Regions from separate parts of the Zea mays genome. Here region 2 is linked to region 1. A link is a contact called in public Hi-C data. All regions are on one chromosome and are shown on one strand. The core of a region is the stretch at or near the end of the contact, and the rest is flanking DNA. Distances in the headings are between cores, read along the strand shown. Region 1 holds the start of LOC100286330. Region 2 holds the start of LOC103651283 (chloride channel protein CLC-e).

Region 1 (7,656 bases), core at 2,402-4,901:
CAATGAAGACCATTGTTGGACATTGATTCGTGGGACACAGGCGCTACCACAACATCACCACGAGGCCCCTCGATAATGGTGTGTTCACATAGAGGGGAGGGCATGTGTTAGCGGGAGTTCACAGGTGTGGCGCCAGCCGCCAGGACATGACACTCTTGGCCTTCACTGGTGCTAGAGGAGGGAGAAAAGAGTTCGTGGCCAAGCAGAGTGAAAATGAGCTAGGGTTCCCCGAGCGTGGTGAAATTTTAGTTTTTTATACCTCGCGCATCGATTGAAAACCGTCGTACTAGATCTGATGACTCAAGACGAGGTGGGTGCGGTTGCGACTCCAGCTTGGGTCAGATAAGCGGCTTAGGCCTAGGTTACAGCCCAGGCGCAGACACATGACTATGTAGTAACTTGAGGGATGCACAGTAATAGACTGAAAGTGTATAGTAATTCGCATAGTTGCATGCCAAAAGTAGACAGAGTGTCAAATTTGATTAAGTTTTTTTCTCAAAATTTAATTTCTTCAAATATGCAAAATAAAAGAGAAGGGGATTAAGAGAAATGAAAAGGGAAAAGAATGGATAAATTTTTTTAAGGATATAGAAAAAAATTAGAAATGTTTATGTACTATTTTTCTATTGCATGATTTTGAAATTTATTCATGCATTTATTCTATTTAATTTAAAGCCAATGTGAATTATTATTCGGATATGCAAGAATTATAAGTATTTATGGTATATTTATATTTTGACCAAAGTTGAATATATTTGTTCCATATTTATGATAAAAGTTTCTTTTATTGGTACAATGATGATTTAGAAATTTGGAATGAAGAAAGAGATACTCAGATGTATGACTTTTTGGCCAACTTTAAATTTTAATTTATGCAAGCAATACTTTATATTTTTACAAATTGCTTAAGTGTAACTCTAAATTTTATTTTTTAACTTCCGAAGTTGTAAATAGTGCAATGTTACTAAAGGGGTATTTGAATACAATAGAGCTAATAGTTTGTGATTACAACTAGTTGAAGACATATAAACGCCCTAATTAATAGTTCAACTATTAGCTACTTTTAGTAACTATTTGTTAGCTAGCTAATTCCACTAACAGTTTTTAGCCAACTAACTATTAGCTCTAGTACATTTAAACACCCCCAATGTAATATTCAATAGCTTCACCTCAGGGGGTGTTTAAATGTACTAGAGCTAATAGTAAGTTAGCTAAAAATATACTAGTAGAATTAGCTAGCTAATAAATAGTTAACTAACTAGTAGCTAATTTACTAAAAATAGCTAATAGCTGAACTATTAGCTAAGGTGTTTGAATGTCTTCAGCTAATTTTAGCGATTAACTATTATCTCTAGTGCATTCAAACACCGCTTAAGTCAACTGTAGCAAATAGAACCACTAAAAAGAGGAGATTACCCGTTAAGACCAAGTTCGGTTTGTTATGGATTGAAGGTCGTATTCAATTTTGAATACGAAGAGATTTAATTTTACCCTCCAATCCATAACAATTTTTTAAGGGACATAAATTGAATACGAAGAGATTTAATTTTACCCTCCAATCCATAACAATTTTTTAAGGGACATACTATAGGGGTAGATACTCAGATGTTTGATGACCATTAAAAACCTCACAATATACCCAATCAGGGGGTATATAGCAATTAAGTTTAGTCACCGAGATTATCAGTTAAGTTTAACTTTTGGCTTAAGTTGTTTAGCCACCGGTATTAAGTTGTTTAGCCAGTAGCTTAAGTTTAACCATTGGTACTAATTAAGTTTAGCCACCGGTACCGATTAAGTTTAACTTTTTAACTTAAGTTGTTTAGCCACCGGTATCGAGTAACGTTCTACCCAATACACTTCCTAAGTCTTAGGCACCGGGGCTGCTTTAGATACCGATGCTGAGGTTAAGTTTAGGCATCTTTAACTTTTAGTTTAAATTATTTAGTCAACTTTTAGCTTAAGTTGTTTAGTCACCAGTACTTGTTTTAGGCTTAAGTTGAAGGCCACCGGTACCAACCAACTTCAGGTTTTACCAGGCACCGGTGCTGATAAACATCTGATCTCTGATTTCTTTCAGAGGTAAGACGGTACATAAATCTGCTTTACATCTCGGACCTGTTCTTCAGGTCTTGGAATCATCTGTGTGCTGCTGTGGTTAGTCATTTGCGTCGTGGTTATTTTGGTAACTCTATTTCTCTGATTTGTATTTTTTCCAATAGCCCTAAGTGCATAAAACTGAACATTCGATTTGCATGCTTTTGTCATGTCGTCGTAAAAATAAGAGGAGGTTGACAGGTACCAGTACGGCAGTACCACCAAAAATGCAAAGCAGCAAGGCAAGCCAACAGGATCAGAGGGCAGACGAATGACAGTCGGACGTACACAGTGCTAGATGAAAATAAAACAACAGCTTTGCGACTTTATTATTACATATACATCGTTGAGTCGAAAGCGCGGAGGCTTCAGTCGACACAAATGTCAAACGACCCGTCCTGAAGAGAGTTTACAGCATGCACCAAACACTGAAAGTTTGAAATGAAATGAGAAACTTTTGAACCTAAATGATGGGATCAGAAACTTCTGGAACAGAAACACTGAGAAGTTTGGCTGCCGTGTCCTCTAATAGTCCCTGCCAGGCTTGCGGGTGCTGGTGTCCTTGCCGGCGTCGGTGGTGGTGGTGCCGTCCTTGTCCTCGCCGGCCATGCCGAGCGAGTTCATCATCGCGTCCTTGGCTCCCACGGCGGTGCTGACAACCGTGTCCTTGGCCCCCACGGCCGTGCTGACAACCGTGTCCTTGGCCCCCACGGCCGTGCTCATCACCTTCTCCCCTGCCTGAACAGCCGAAGAACGAATGTATTTTGAGATCGAATAACCCATTTTCGCAGTAGCAAAGACGGGAGAGAAGCTAACAATGACTAGGCATCACCGTGCATCTCACCTGCTGCAGGAGGGCGCCGGTCTTGTCCTTGCCGGCCACCACGGTGTCCTTGGCGTACAGCGCGGCGCCGGCCGCCTTCTGCCTGGCGGCCTCGGCCGTCTGCGCGACGTAGCTCCCGGTCTGCTGCGCGCCGTCGCGGGCGCGGTCCCCGGCAGCGCCGGCCGCGTCGGACGCAGTGTCCCTGGCGCGGCCAGCGGCACCGGAGGCCGCGTCCTTGGCCCGGTACGCCCTGTCCTTGGCCGCCTCCCCGGCGTCGTGGCCCATCCCCATGGTTCGGTCCGCGGCGGCGCGCGCCTTCTCCCTGGTCGCCTCCATGGCGTCGTGGCCCATTCCCATGGCGCGGTCGGAGGCGTCGGACGCCTTGTGCTTGGCCTCCCTCCCTTTCTCCTGCGTCGCCCCCATCACTTGACCCGTCTTCTCCTGCGATGCAGCAGCCAACGTTAGTGTCCACTCTATCGTGTGGAGTAGGTAACTGCAAAAGGACGACGGAGCGAGCAACGCGCGGGCACGGCGGCTGGAAGCGCGGTGCGCGCGCGTCTCATCTCATCACCTCGGCACGGGCCTTGGTCTCGCCGGCGTGGTAGCTAGTAGGATGCTGCTGACGAGAAGCCATCGCTGAGCTTGGATAAAAGATTGGATCCAACGAAACTGTGAGCTTCCCTTCCCTGAGCTTGGATAAAAGGCTTTCGTTAACTCGTTGTTGTCTGTGTGAGTGTGACAACGAACTGCTTTGGTTCACATTTATACCCTCGAGCTGCAAAGCGGAGGCTGGGGGATACGTGTCCTGCATGGGCAAGCGCTGGGTGCCACGTTGAGAGGACACGCGTTGCCACCGGCAGGGGCTCTCCAGGTGTCCGCCTCTGGCTGGCGCGACCGATACGGCCATACGGACGGGACCGACAAAGCACGAGAGCAAGCAGACCAGCGCGTCGGACGGACCCAAATCGGAGGAGAAGGTGAGAAGGGCGACGCGGCGGAAGGGGCTCGCGGCGCGAGGGTCAGTGCACGCGATCCCCTCGTGATGCGGCCGTTGGGTTGCGCGACCGCGCCGTGGCGCTTGACTGCTTGCCTTGTGATTGACTTAAGTTGAGTTCTTATGCTATCAAATATTTAAATATTAATTATGAGTATTAAATATACTCTTAATTAATTTAATAAATTTACCATGTCATTTAAATAGTCTAATCAACTTATAGAGAAAGGACGAACGCACGTAGTATATTATACTGTCTTGAGCAATGTCCTCTAAATTTTATCCTCTAAAATAATATTAATTGTCTTTTACAGCACATTCTAAAATATTATGTTCTTTATATATTCCTCGTCTCCGGCAATGTACTCTAAATTTCATCCTCTATATCTATTCTCTACACTTTTTTCTTCAATATTTAAAAAAAATCAAAACTGTATTTTCTCAAAAAATAAGACCTTTAGAAATTTAAATTAACTTTTTATTTGTATTAATAAATACCTTTTACAACGACGGTGTTGAGGTTGTTGGGATTTTCCTTTTTCCGTTCATGTGCCTCTCGTCGAGCAGGTCATGTGCCTCTCGTCGAGCAGGTTAGGCCACACCAAGACCAGAGCAGTGCCGCAGCCGATCTCCTCTACATCGTGTCATCGTGACACCTAATTAACCACATTAACGTCTGCAACCGAGCTTCTCCGTGCTCGTAGTGCTCCTCCCTGGCCGAGCACCTTCACTCTACCGCATCCAACCTTCTTCACGCCGCCTGCCAACGACTTCGTCACCGTCTGCCCCAATCTTTGCCATGTTCGGGAGCTTCAGTTACATGTCACGCCCGTTACCGACGACACCCTCGTCGTAGCTGTCTATGCGCGCAATTCGGTGTCTTAGTGGCGAAGCCGCGCTCGGTTGGCCGAATAGCGTGTGCACAGTGATTCGCCAAGAATAACGTGTGCAAGTACCGATCGCTATTTTAGCGGAAGCTTTACAATTCGCTGTTGGACGCTATAGAGGAGGTTGTGTTTGCCAGATTTAGGTTACAGAACGGTATAAAGTTCATTGTTGAAGAGAGTCTTAGAACGCAGCTAGTGTCGGGTTACGTTTGTAGAAGGTCACTAGACCGATGGGAATACACAGGCAACAACACAAACACACCGTCCACCTGGCTCGGTGCAACCATTTTTTATTTGTCTTTTTTTTTAAATCTTGTATTTGCATATCTATTTAGGTTATGTTTGGAACCTCTAGGTCTGATAGTTAGCTAACTAATGAACTAATTGTTAACTATGAGTTAGCTAACAATTAGCTATGGTATTAGCTAGAGGTGTTTGGAAACTTTACAACTAATTTTAGTAGCTAATTATTAGTTTTAGAGGATCCAAATAGAATTTTATAGTATTATTATATTTATAGGGTCGTCGATCTATAAATATAGACAGGACATCAAGGTATCATGGCACCATTGAAGTATACTCCATCATGACCATAGCACTGTAGAATCTTAGTATCATAGATCGTGACAACAAGATCAACTTCAAAGATCTCGATACCAAGGTTGCTACCACATATATTGGCACCATGTTCTAATAAATTTTATATTCACAACACTTCAACTTTATCACTCCCAAACCAAAGAACTATGATTCAAAACTTTAGAAACTTAAGGTTTGAAACTTTTAGCAATAAATTTCTAAAGTTTATGCACCCTACTCTCATAACTTTAAAATTTGAAAGTTCGCTCTCCAGATTCAGAAATTTCATAAAACACAATTCAAGACTTTGCACTTATATATCACAAAAAATAATAATTCAAACTTTACCCTCCAATTTTATGAACTTTAAACTACGACCGTTCACATTTGTACTCTCAAACTACCACATTTCAAAGACTTCTAATTTCAAATTTTATATTGACAACTTCCCAATTATATATATTTTAAAATTACTACATTGATATATATTATTGTGTGTGTTACTAATGTAATGGGTCTTGGTACAACCCATATATTGTTTCTATTTATATGCACAAACCTACCCCAATTAGGTTAACCTACCCCAATTAGGTTTAGGGTTTTCTTCTCCCAACATAGTATCAAGTCAATCTAGTCTTCCTCTTCTATGCCTCTCTCCCTTGAGCGACGTCATATGGCTGCTCCTCATGGTTGTCGTACCCCTCTCCCACCGGTGGGTAGCCGTTTGCCACCGGTGCTCCACTATAGATCGCCATCCCCATCCGTGCTAACATCTAAGCACGCCTGCTCCGCACCCGCGTCGGCCTAGACCTATCCTCCATCATGCCAATGATTGGTGTGCCCTCCCCTCCCCCCTTTGTGTTGGCTACCGCCTGACCACCCCTGCCTCTTGCCACGCCCAATCCCTCTGTGTCCGCGCATGACTGCCCAGTGCTCGGCCACCCGCGTCTGCTACCTGGTCTACGACCGCTTGGGCCATGCTCGCCTAGGCCCACATGGCGGCGGCCATGTTTGGCATAACCACACCAAGTGTCCAGTGCCAACATGCTCATGCCTAGCCCGGTTGTACCCGCCCCATCATCCATCGTTGTTGGTGCTCTCCTCATGCCATCTGTGTGTGTCCTCCTAACACCAAGCTCGCTCGTCCCTACACCAACCATGCCTACTCCTGCATAGCTCGACCCTAGCTTCACGAACCACTACCTCGACAACATTGTTGTCACTCTACCTTGGCAGCTACCCTCTCCACTGTTAAGCCCATTGTATCTGTTGTTCATCACCTCGAATGCACTGTGACCTTCACCTGGGAGCACGAGCGCACCTGAAAGGGAAATGTGCTACATGACATTTCTAGTTTGGTTTTGGTGATTAATGACCAACAAAATCCAGAGATCTAACTAGTTTGCTAAGCATGTGCTTGTAGGTTCATAAGTGTTAAATTGTGGAATCCAACTCAACCCTTAGCTCAAACAAAGGCATAATAGGGCAAATCTTAGAGAAGTTGAACTATGAGTAGTTCAAAGGTTTGGATAAGTTCTAACCACCCTTAGAATTATTTTTTAGCACCTTATAAGGTTTAGAATGAGAGATTTTAGAAAAGGTGCATTTGGAGCCCAGTTTGAGTCTAAACAAGGAACCTATGTTGGAGATTAGTAAAAACTGAAAAAACTATGACTTAGACTTGATGGATCTAAATAAGTTTGTCTAAGTCGTAGAAATACTCTCAAGTTTTAGTCAATCGAAGTTGGAGAAGAAAATCATAAAAGAGTTAAAGTTCAGTTGTCCAGTGGTGCACCGAACCAATCCGGTGGTATACCAAACCACCTTTCTAGAAGCGTCTGCGAAAGACTCCCTATGGCCTGGCGCACCAGACCAGTACGGTGGTGCACTGGACCACTTTACTAGAAAGCTCTACAGAAGCGATCTTGTGGCCTGGTGCACCAGACCAGTCCGGTGGTTCGTCGGACCACTTTACTAGAGAGGTTGGCAGAAGGATCCAGAAGCACTTCGACACGCTAGACTAGTCGGTCCAAAGAAAACTTCAGCATTGAGTAGTTGGCTACAACAGCTAGCTAGCGTGGTAGGACACATGGCGTGGTCTAGTGGTGCACCGGACTATTCCAGTGAGACCGAACAAAGGCATGTCAAAGCAGACCCCGTTGATTGAGGTAACCGTTGGAGGTCCAATGTGCACGAGACCAGTCTGATGCACCCAAGGAAAGATCATATTTTGCAGATTTCGACTAATTGCTATTTGAGGGGTTTGGGGCTATCTA
Region 2 (7,656 bases), core at 2,006-4,505, 310 kb before region 1:
ACAATTAATTAATTAACGAAGACACACGCTACTTCCTCTTGTTCTTGGAGGCGAAGCGGAGGACGAGGTAGAAGAGGACGCGGTAGAAGACGGCCCAGCCGAGGAGGTAGAGCACCATCCACCACTTGCGGTCCTCCTCCACGCTGATGCCCAGCTGCTGCAGGATGTTGTTGCCGGTCAGGGTCAGCCCGACGGCGGGGTCCGAGGCGAACACCCGGTCCCCGTCGAACTCGTTCATCAGCAGGCCCTCGTACGGGTACTTCATCGTCGAGACGGTGTTCATCCACTTCCACGCCACCGGGATGCTGTGGCTGTCCAGGAAGTAGCCGCAGAAGAGGAAGAAGAGCGCCGTGAACGCGATCACCGCAGCGTAGCTGCATCGTCGGTCGTCGCATTCACAGATCAGAATTCAGAAACACATGTTTGGGCCGGTGTTTAGGAAAGGCATGGGGGCTCTATTAGATTCAGACCGGCCCATTCAGTCCTGTGATGAGTAGGCATTCCTCCTTTTTATATGGATTGGGCTACGGGCCTAAGACTATCAGAACAAGAAACAGTTCTGGTTTTTTTTTTAAGTTTGTGACCCAATAAGAAAGTGGGGAATCGAACCAGGTGGACAACTTACCCAAGGATGAAGTTTGGCACGACGGAGCTGATGAAGACGACGAAGGAGTTGGTGGACAGCAGCGACGCGTAGAGCATGACGAGGAAGTAGAGGAACTGGCCGTGGAGCTTGAGCGCGAACCAGACGATGGCGGCGTAGGTGGCCGACTGGAGCAGGAGGAAGGGGAGGTAGGTGATGAGCCCCGCGACGACGTAGGCGGAGGCGCGGTACGCGTTGTGCGACGTCTCCCTGATGAAGATGAAGCGCTCCTGGATGAAGGCCGGCACGGCGTCGTTGGAGGAGAAGAAGAAGACGCAGACGGTGAAGATGAAGAAGCTGAGGCGGTTGGTGATGCCCTGCGCGTTGTCCTTGGGCTTGGTGAACATGGTGGCCATCAGGAACCCCATCACCGTCAGCACCATCAGCCGCGACAGGAACAGCTCCGGCGTGCGCCAGATGTTGGTGAAGTTGCGCCGCATCAGCACCCACACCTCCCCGACGTACGAGTTGGCGAACTTGCCCCTGTGCCCCAGCGCGTTGACGCCCACCCCGGGGGCGCCCGTCGCGTTCGGGGCCGCGCGGTGCGTCGGCGTCAGGTAGTCGTCCTCGTTCACCGTGTACGCGCTGCTCAGCGGCGTCGGCGTTCCCATCACGATGTCCGGCGTGTACCTGTGGTTGCCGGGGCCGGGGCCGGGGCCTGGCCTCCCGTGTTGCTGGTCCTTGTGCCTGGGGCGCCGGGACGGCGTCAGGCGCACGCCGCTCCACGGAGACTTGGAGTGCTGGCTCCTCAGGCTGCGATCGAAGTCGTCGTCGTCGCCGCCGCCGGGACCCGAGATTGGCGTCTGGACGATGCTGGACACGGTGGACAGCCCCTCGGCCCCGTAGGTGGCGGTGAGCTTGGGCGGCTTCAGGCCGGTGAGGCAGAACTCGGCCAGCGCCTTCACGCCGAACTCCGACTGCTCGTACTCCTGGATGACGTCCAGGAGGTGCTCGATGGAGCTCTCCCCCTTGGGCACCTTGCGCCCCATGCGGCCAAGGTGCGCGGTCACCTCCTTGGGCCCACCGCTGTACATGAGCTGCCCGCGCGCCAGGATGATGAGGTGGTCCAGCAGCAGCAGGATGCGCGAGGACGGCTGGTGGATGGTGAGCACCACGGTGCTACCGGCGCACGCGATGTCGTGCACCTTCTCGATCACGCTGTGCGCGCTCGTCGAGTCCAGCCCCGACGTCGGCTCGTCCAGGAACAGAAGCGCCGGCCCGTGGATGATGTCCACGCCGATCGAGACGCGCCGGCGCTCGCCGCCGGACACCCCCCTCGTGCCCTCATCTCCGATGTACGTGTTTCTCGAGGACTGCATGCATGATATATAGGTGTCTCAGTGTGTTCTGTTTTGAAGCAGAAGAGTAATGCAACAGTTGCAGTGTGTGTGGGTGCGGTTAATAATACTACAAAAAAAAAATATCGTACGGTGAGGCCGAGCTGCTCGATGAGGTTCTCGACGCGGAGCTTCTTGTCAGAGGCGGAGACGGAGGAACCGAGCCGGAAGTCGGCGGCGAACATGAGCGTCTCGTAGACGGTGAGCATGGGGAACAGGCGGTCGTCCTGCATGACGTAGGCCGATGAGCGCTTGATGAGGCTGGGGCTCATCTCGACGCCGTCCAGCGCCACGCGGCCGTCGAGGCTGGCGATGCGCCCGGCGAGCGCGTCCAGGAACGTGGACTTGCCGGCGCCGCTGGGGCCCATGACGGCCGTGACGCACCCCTTGGGAGCGTACCCGGTGATCTCGTGCAGCAGGTCCACGTCCTTCTTCTCCCACTCCCCGCCGGCGCCGCGCTGCTTCTTCACGACCGTGTACGTGAGGCCGGTGAACTCCAGACCGCCCGTGAAGCCGAACCGCCCCACGCCTGCTGGCTTCTCCGGCTGCTGCTGCGCCATGTCGATCACCGTCTCCAGGCGGTGACCGCCGCCGTGCCGGCCATTGTGCTGGTGGTGATGTTGATGCGCCATGCTGTGCACGTACGCGCCGGTGTGGTCGCCTATGAGTTTTATTTGTAGGCACGCAGCTTGTATGCTACGTACAAGCATATAATTTAAGAGCGTTACCTCCCTTGTCCGCGTGTCACTACCAGCTTTGTTATTTTGTACGGTTGGTAGATGCCTGGTTCCGGGCGACGGAAATGAGGATGGGCAACGCAGTGTGTCATCGGAGTGAACGTTTGCTGCGGTCAGTTTTTGGTCTTGACCGCCGATGTTGACTTGGGGCAGCTCGTCCTCGACACTATCATGGCCAGATCCAAACAAAACTATGTTGAAAAAAATGATTCTAGAAATGGTGAACTTTTTGGGTTTATGAAGGTTGCGAGCAAGACCAATGTAGGAGTGAGAGTTCCCAAGATAGAGCGTCAGCTGGCAGCAGCCTAGCATCGCCAACGTCCAGGGCCAGGCCCAACGGATCAGCAGGCTAGCATCGCCAACGTCCAGGGCCCATCTTAGTTTAGCAGCATGCTTGTGCGGCAGAGGAGAGAGAAAGCGAGGCAGGCTCCGAGGATAAAACGGGACGCGTCGCGGGTTCACGGCCACGCAAAAAACGAGCGAGAAAAAGAAAAAAACGGCTCCCTCCGGCCTCCGCCGAGCGACGGTACAGCAAGTCAGCAACTCGGAGTAGTTCGTTCGCTTGCCGGCGTGCCGTTTCTCTCCCCCCCTTCACCCTTTGCCTTCGTGAGCCAGTGGCTCAGCGCGCAATTCACGATTTACGAGATGAGGCTGAGATAGCCGGTGAACGATCAGAGCCCCCCATGGCGGCATTCGCAGCCCCCTCCTTGTCCTCGCTCATCCTCCTCGCCTCGCCCCACTCCGCGCCCACTCTCCTCCGCCTGCGCCGCGCGGGCGGCCGCTCTCTGGAGCTGTCGTCACGGCGCGGCGGGAGCGCGCGCCTTCGGGTCGTTCGACGAGCGGTGACGGAGGAGGAGAGCGAGGCCGCGCGCGGAGACGAGGAGGTGGAGGAGGCCCCGGAGGAGCCAGTGGCTGGCCGCGACCTCGTCACGCTCGCCGCCTGCCTCGTGGGCCTCCTCACCGGCGTCTCCATCGTGCTCTTCAACCTCTCGGTACGGTAGCCACCTCGCGAGCTCGACTCTGGTCTCATGGTTTCATCCCCGGTGTCAAACAGAGGCCGTAGTACGGTTGAACTTCAGAGGCGAATTGGTTGAAGGCAACTGAACAGCGGGTTTGGTCTTAATTTTGACATTCAGCATTGCTCAATCAGTTTGCTATGCTATCCAGTCACATTACATTCTGACAAGTCCTCGGATTTAGCATTAGTTCCCACCTAGAAGGTTACATGCTTTATCAATTGTCCTCCAACCTTACAGGTTGTAGGATCACCTTAGTTCCGCCTTGTTTAGTTGTTTATACTAATTCACAGGCTTCAAATGAACAGCGGGTTTGGACTTGAAGTTGCCTCATTGCCTGTGTCACCTTTATATGACACACTCGGAAATCTGTAACATATTGGGTCCATTTTTAGCACTGAAGAGTGAAAATGCATTGCTTAAATCATGTGCTGTCCGTTTAAAGTACATCATATTATTACATACTGTGATTTAAGATGCCCATATTTCTTGACATAGGTTCATGAAATACGTGACGTATTTTGGGACGGTATTCCTTTGCGAGGCGCTTCATGGCTGAGGGAAGAACCGATTGGTGAAGTCTGGCAGAGAGTGATATTTGTTCCGGTCAGTGGAGGTGTTATAGTGGGTGGATTGAACGCTCTAAGAAGTCAGATAGAAACTAACTCAGATGCCCCTGTGTCCAAGATAAAGAGTGCATTTAGACCATTCTTGAAAGCTGTGGCAGCATCTTTCACTCTTGGAACTGGCAATTCACTGGGTCCTGAGGGTCCCAGTGTGGAAATTGGTTCTGCAATAGCCAAAGGATTTGGTGATGTATTTGAGTGGGACGGTGGGAAAAGGCTGTCTCTTGTGGCAGCTGGGTCAGCAGCTGGGCTTTCATCTGGTAAATTTGACTAATTAGAGTTTTGATGCTTGTCGTTATTAAGTTCAGCATGCTGTGTTCTAGAAAAGTTCAACATGCTCAGAATGGTTTCTGAATTATTTTCATGTCAATGTCAAATGATTGCCCCCAACACCAACAGAACATCATGGCATCATCATTTCATCGCCTTACCTATGGCTATTGTCGATTGTTACCCCTATAATTTCTCATCACAATGCTGCTGTATGATAATTCTTTTAATCACCTTGTTGAATAGATTGATGTGCTGATAGTTATACATGATGTAATACATGGCATATGGGACACTAACCCATTAGCTTGCATTCGATTTGCCTTCCATGGATACTTGAAATTCTCAATAACTCAACATGTCTATGCAGTTTTCTGCCTTCTTTCTGATTTCATTTTACTTATATTCTATGTTATTGCCTTGTATTTAGGTTTTAATGCTGCTGTTGCTGGGTGTTTTTTTGCTGTGGAATCTGTTTTGTGGCCTTCTGCGGATTCCTCATCCCTTGCCAACTCGACACCTATGGTGATACTCAGTTCAGTGATAGCATCTGTTGTTTCAGAGATTGGTCTAGGTTCTGATCCCGCTTTCACTGTTCCGGAATATGATTTTCGCTCCCCAACAGGTACTTTATGAAATTCCTTGTACTGTTGGTCCACTTACACACAACTTTTAGTGATGAAATACGACACATATAATATTGCTGTAAGTTAGATGATGTTTGCAACTTTGCATTAATTTGTTTCAAAGTGCACATGCTTTTGTCCATTGTCCTGATAAGTTAGCTGAGGAATTGGAGGTGGTGTATATTGTCTTTGAGAGCATACAAATTTTTCTTTCTGTCCATACAAATTTACAGAAAAGTCGTTCAAATACATATTACACCATCACGGCACTACTACGTAAATAATAAGCTGTGGTACCATCTTTTGCCTGATACAGTCAAAGCATGCCTTTACAATCCTCTTGATGGTAGGATAGTTATGGTGTTTGTTTAATGATATCCTCTTTCAACATTTTGTTTCTCATGCTCCAGAGATTGAAAGTATGAGGATATTTACATGACTTCATAACTGTCAGAACTTCCTCTATACCTTTTGCTGGGTGTCTTCTGCGGGTTGGTGTCAATTGCATTATCAAGATGTACATCACTTGCTATGAAGGCAGTTGAAAGTTTACAAAGGACAACAGGGTTACCGAAGGCTGCATCTCCGGCTTTAGGTGGCCTCATTGTTGGTCTCCTTGCACTTTTGTACCCTGAAGTATTGTACTGGGGCTTTGAAAATGTTGATATCTTGCTGGAATCACGGCCATTTACAAGCGGCCTCTCAACGACCATATTGGTTCAGCTTATTGGAGTGAAAATATTAGCAACATCTTTGTGCAGGGCTTCTGGATTGGTTGGTGGTTATTATGCACCATCTCTTTTTATTGGTGCAGCTACAGGGATGGCATATGGCAAATTCATGAAGTTTACATTTACTGGCCCTGAACCATTGCTGCATGTCCCATTCTTAGATGTGGCATCACCTCAAGCATATGGCCTGGTAACATGTCTACCAAATTCAGCTTTTTCATCTGCATTTTCGTATTCTCAAATCCCTCTATATCCATCATTTTACAGTATGGTAATATTTATGCAGTTGTCCTCTGTTCAAGATTGTTATTATCTTGCTTCCACCTCTTTAAAATCCTGCCATACCATTAGCTTGTGATGTGACCTGTATAGCTCGATATATTTGCTCACAATACCACCTGCTATTAACTATTTATTCTAAAAAAGTCACCAGATAATTGCTATTAGCTTAATGACCTATTTGCTTTTTTCAATAAAAAATAAATGATTGTGAAGATAACAAGAATTTAAAATTGTTTATTGGGGCTTACTAGATTTCCCTTGCAACGTACAGGTACCTATGTAGTGTTAACTAGCTTTCTACTCCCTGTCACAACTTATTGCCAATGAAACTTACACATTATAATCTTGGACGGCAATATTAAGCAGTGTGATCTCTGCTTATGTTTTCTTCCTTTTTGTTTAATCCTCTGATCTCTGCTTGTTTCTTCCTTTTTTATTAATCCTCACAGGTAGGTATGGCAGCTACCCTCGCCGGTGTATGCAAGGTGCCTCTGACATCTGTCCTACTACTTTTTGAGCTTACACAAGACTATCGTATAGTTCTACCTTTGCTCGGGGCTGTTGGGTTATCATCCTGGATTGCTTCTCCTCAAAGGTTCTCTAAAAGAATTAGGAGTAAGCTGGATTCTTGGGAGGATAAATCGAGTATTCCTCAGCAAGCAAACGACATGCTCACTGAAAACAAAGAGGCCACTTCCATGGATGCAGCTGATTTGTCGTTAGAATTATATAAAATTGAAAGCTCCCTTTGTGTCTATGATGCCAACGACAGCAATATGTTCAAAAATCTTACTGTTGGTGAGGCCATGAAAACTAACTACTTCTCTGTCTCAATGACAACCCCATTAATTGAGGCACTAGATCTTATGCTTGCCGAGAAGCAGCCCTTTGTTATGATAACTGAGAATAACACATCTGCAAGAGGCTTGCTGGCACTAAAGAATATCCAAGATTTTTGCAAAGCTGCAAAAACTACCAGATCACAAGCTGAGGTAAAATGTGAGAATATCAGTGTTTTTTCAATCATTTGATTGATTTTGGAGTTCTGTATAATACATATGCATGCTATAGGTCTGCTAGTTTTTTTTCCAGTTCTATGAATCTCTTGCTGTCTCAAGTCTTGTCTTATGCGTAGTTATTTTCCCTTTTTTCACAACAGAGGGCACCACCTACACCAGTTTGTTTCGAACTTTCGATATACTCACCTTATATTTTTTTTAGATAAAGGAAGCTTATATTGAAAATACCAAGTCATTACATCAAGAGGATACAAATCCTTGGTACAGAACTTCCGGCCTCTGCCTAATGCACATATCCAACTAAAAAAAACCAAAAAAGACATTGATCTAATGATAACCGATCCGAAGTCTAGATCGCCACCCGTGCCT

The links. A called contact is a pair of places that touch in the nucleus more often than the background predicts.
Region 2: a contact with region 1 is called in a Hi-C map of leaf, with 7 times the contacts expected there. The contact joins the promoter of LOC103651283 here to the promoter of LOC100286330 in region 1. A contact is called at or near these places in 3 of 25 Hi-C or Micro-C datasets (leaf and root tip) and 1 of 3 datasets of contacts at active chromatin or transcription factors (leaf).

What each region holds. Positions count from the first base shown.
Region 1 is chr3:210,028,544-210,036,199 of Zm-B73-REFERENCE-NAM-5.0, reverse strand. LOC100286330 reads right to left here and starts at 3,651. Exons shown (of 3, transcript NM_001159217.1): 1 at 3,492-3,651; 2 at 2,942-3,361; 3 at 2,397-2,835. The coding sequence starts at 3,554. The coding sequence ends at 2,623. LOC109944885 (a long non-coding RNA gene) reads right to left here and starts at 328. Exons shown (of 5, transcript XR_004857359.1): 1 at 1-328.
Region 2 is chr3:210,340,551-210,348,206 of Zm-B73-REFERENCE-NAM-5.0, reverse strand. It overlaps LOC103651283 (chloride channel protein CLC-e), which reads left to right and starts at 3,255. Exons shown (of 8, transcript XR_002268197.2): 1 at 3,255-3,709; 2 at 4,232-4,619; 3 at 5,060-5,254; 4 at 5,710-6,176; 5 at 6,718-7,260. It overlaps LOC103652525 (ABC transporter G family member STR2), which reads right to left and starts at 2,602. Exons shown (of 3, transcript XM_008678085.2): 1 at 2,073-2,602; 2 at 626-1,956; 3 at 1-374. The coding sequence starts at 2,540. The coding sequence ends at 29.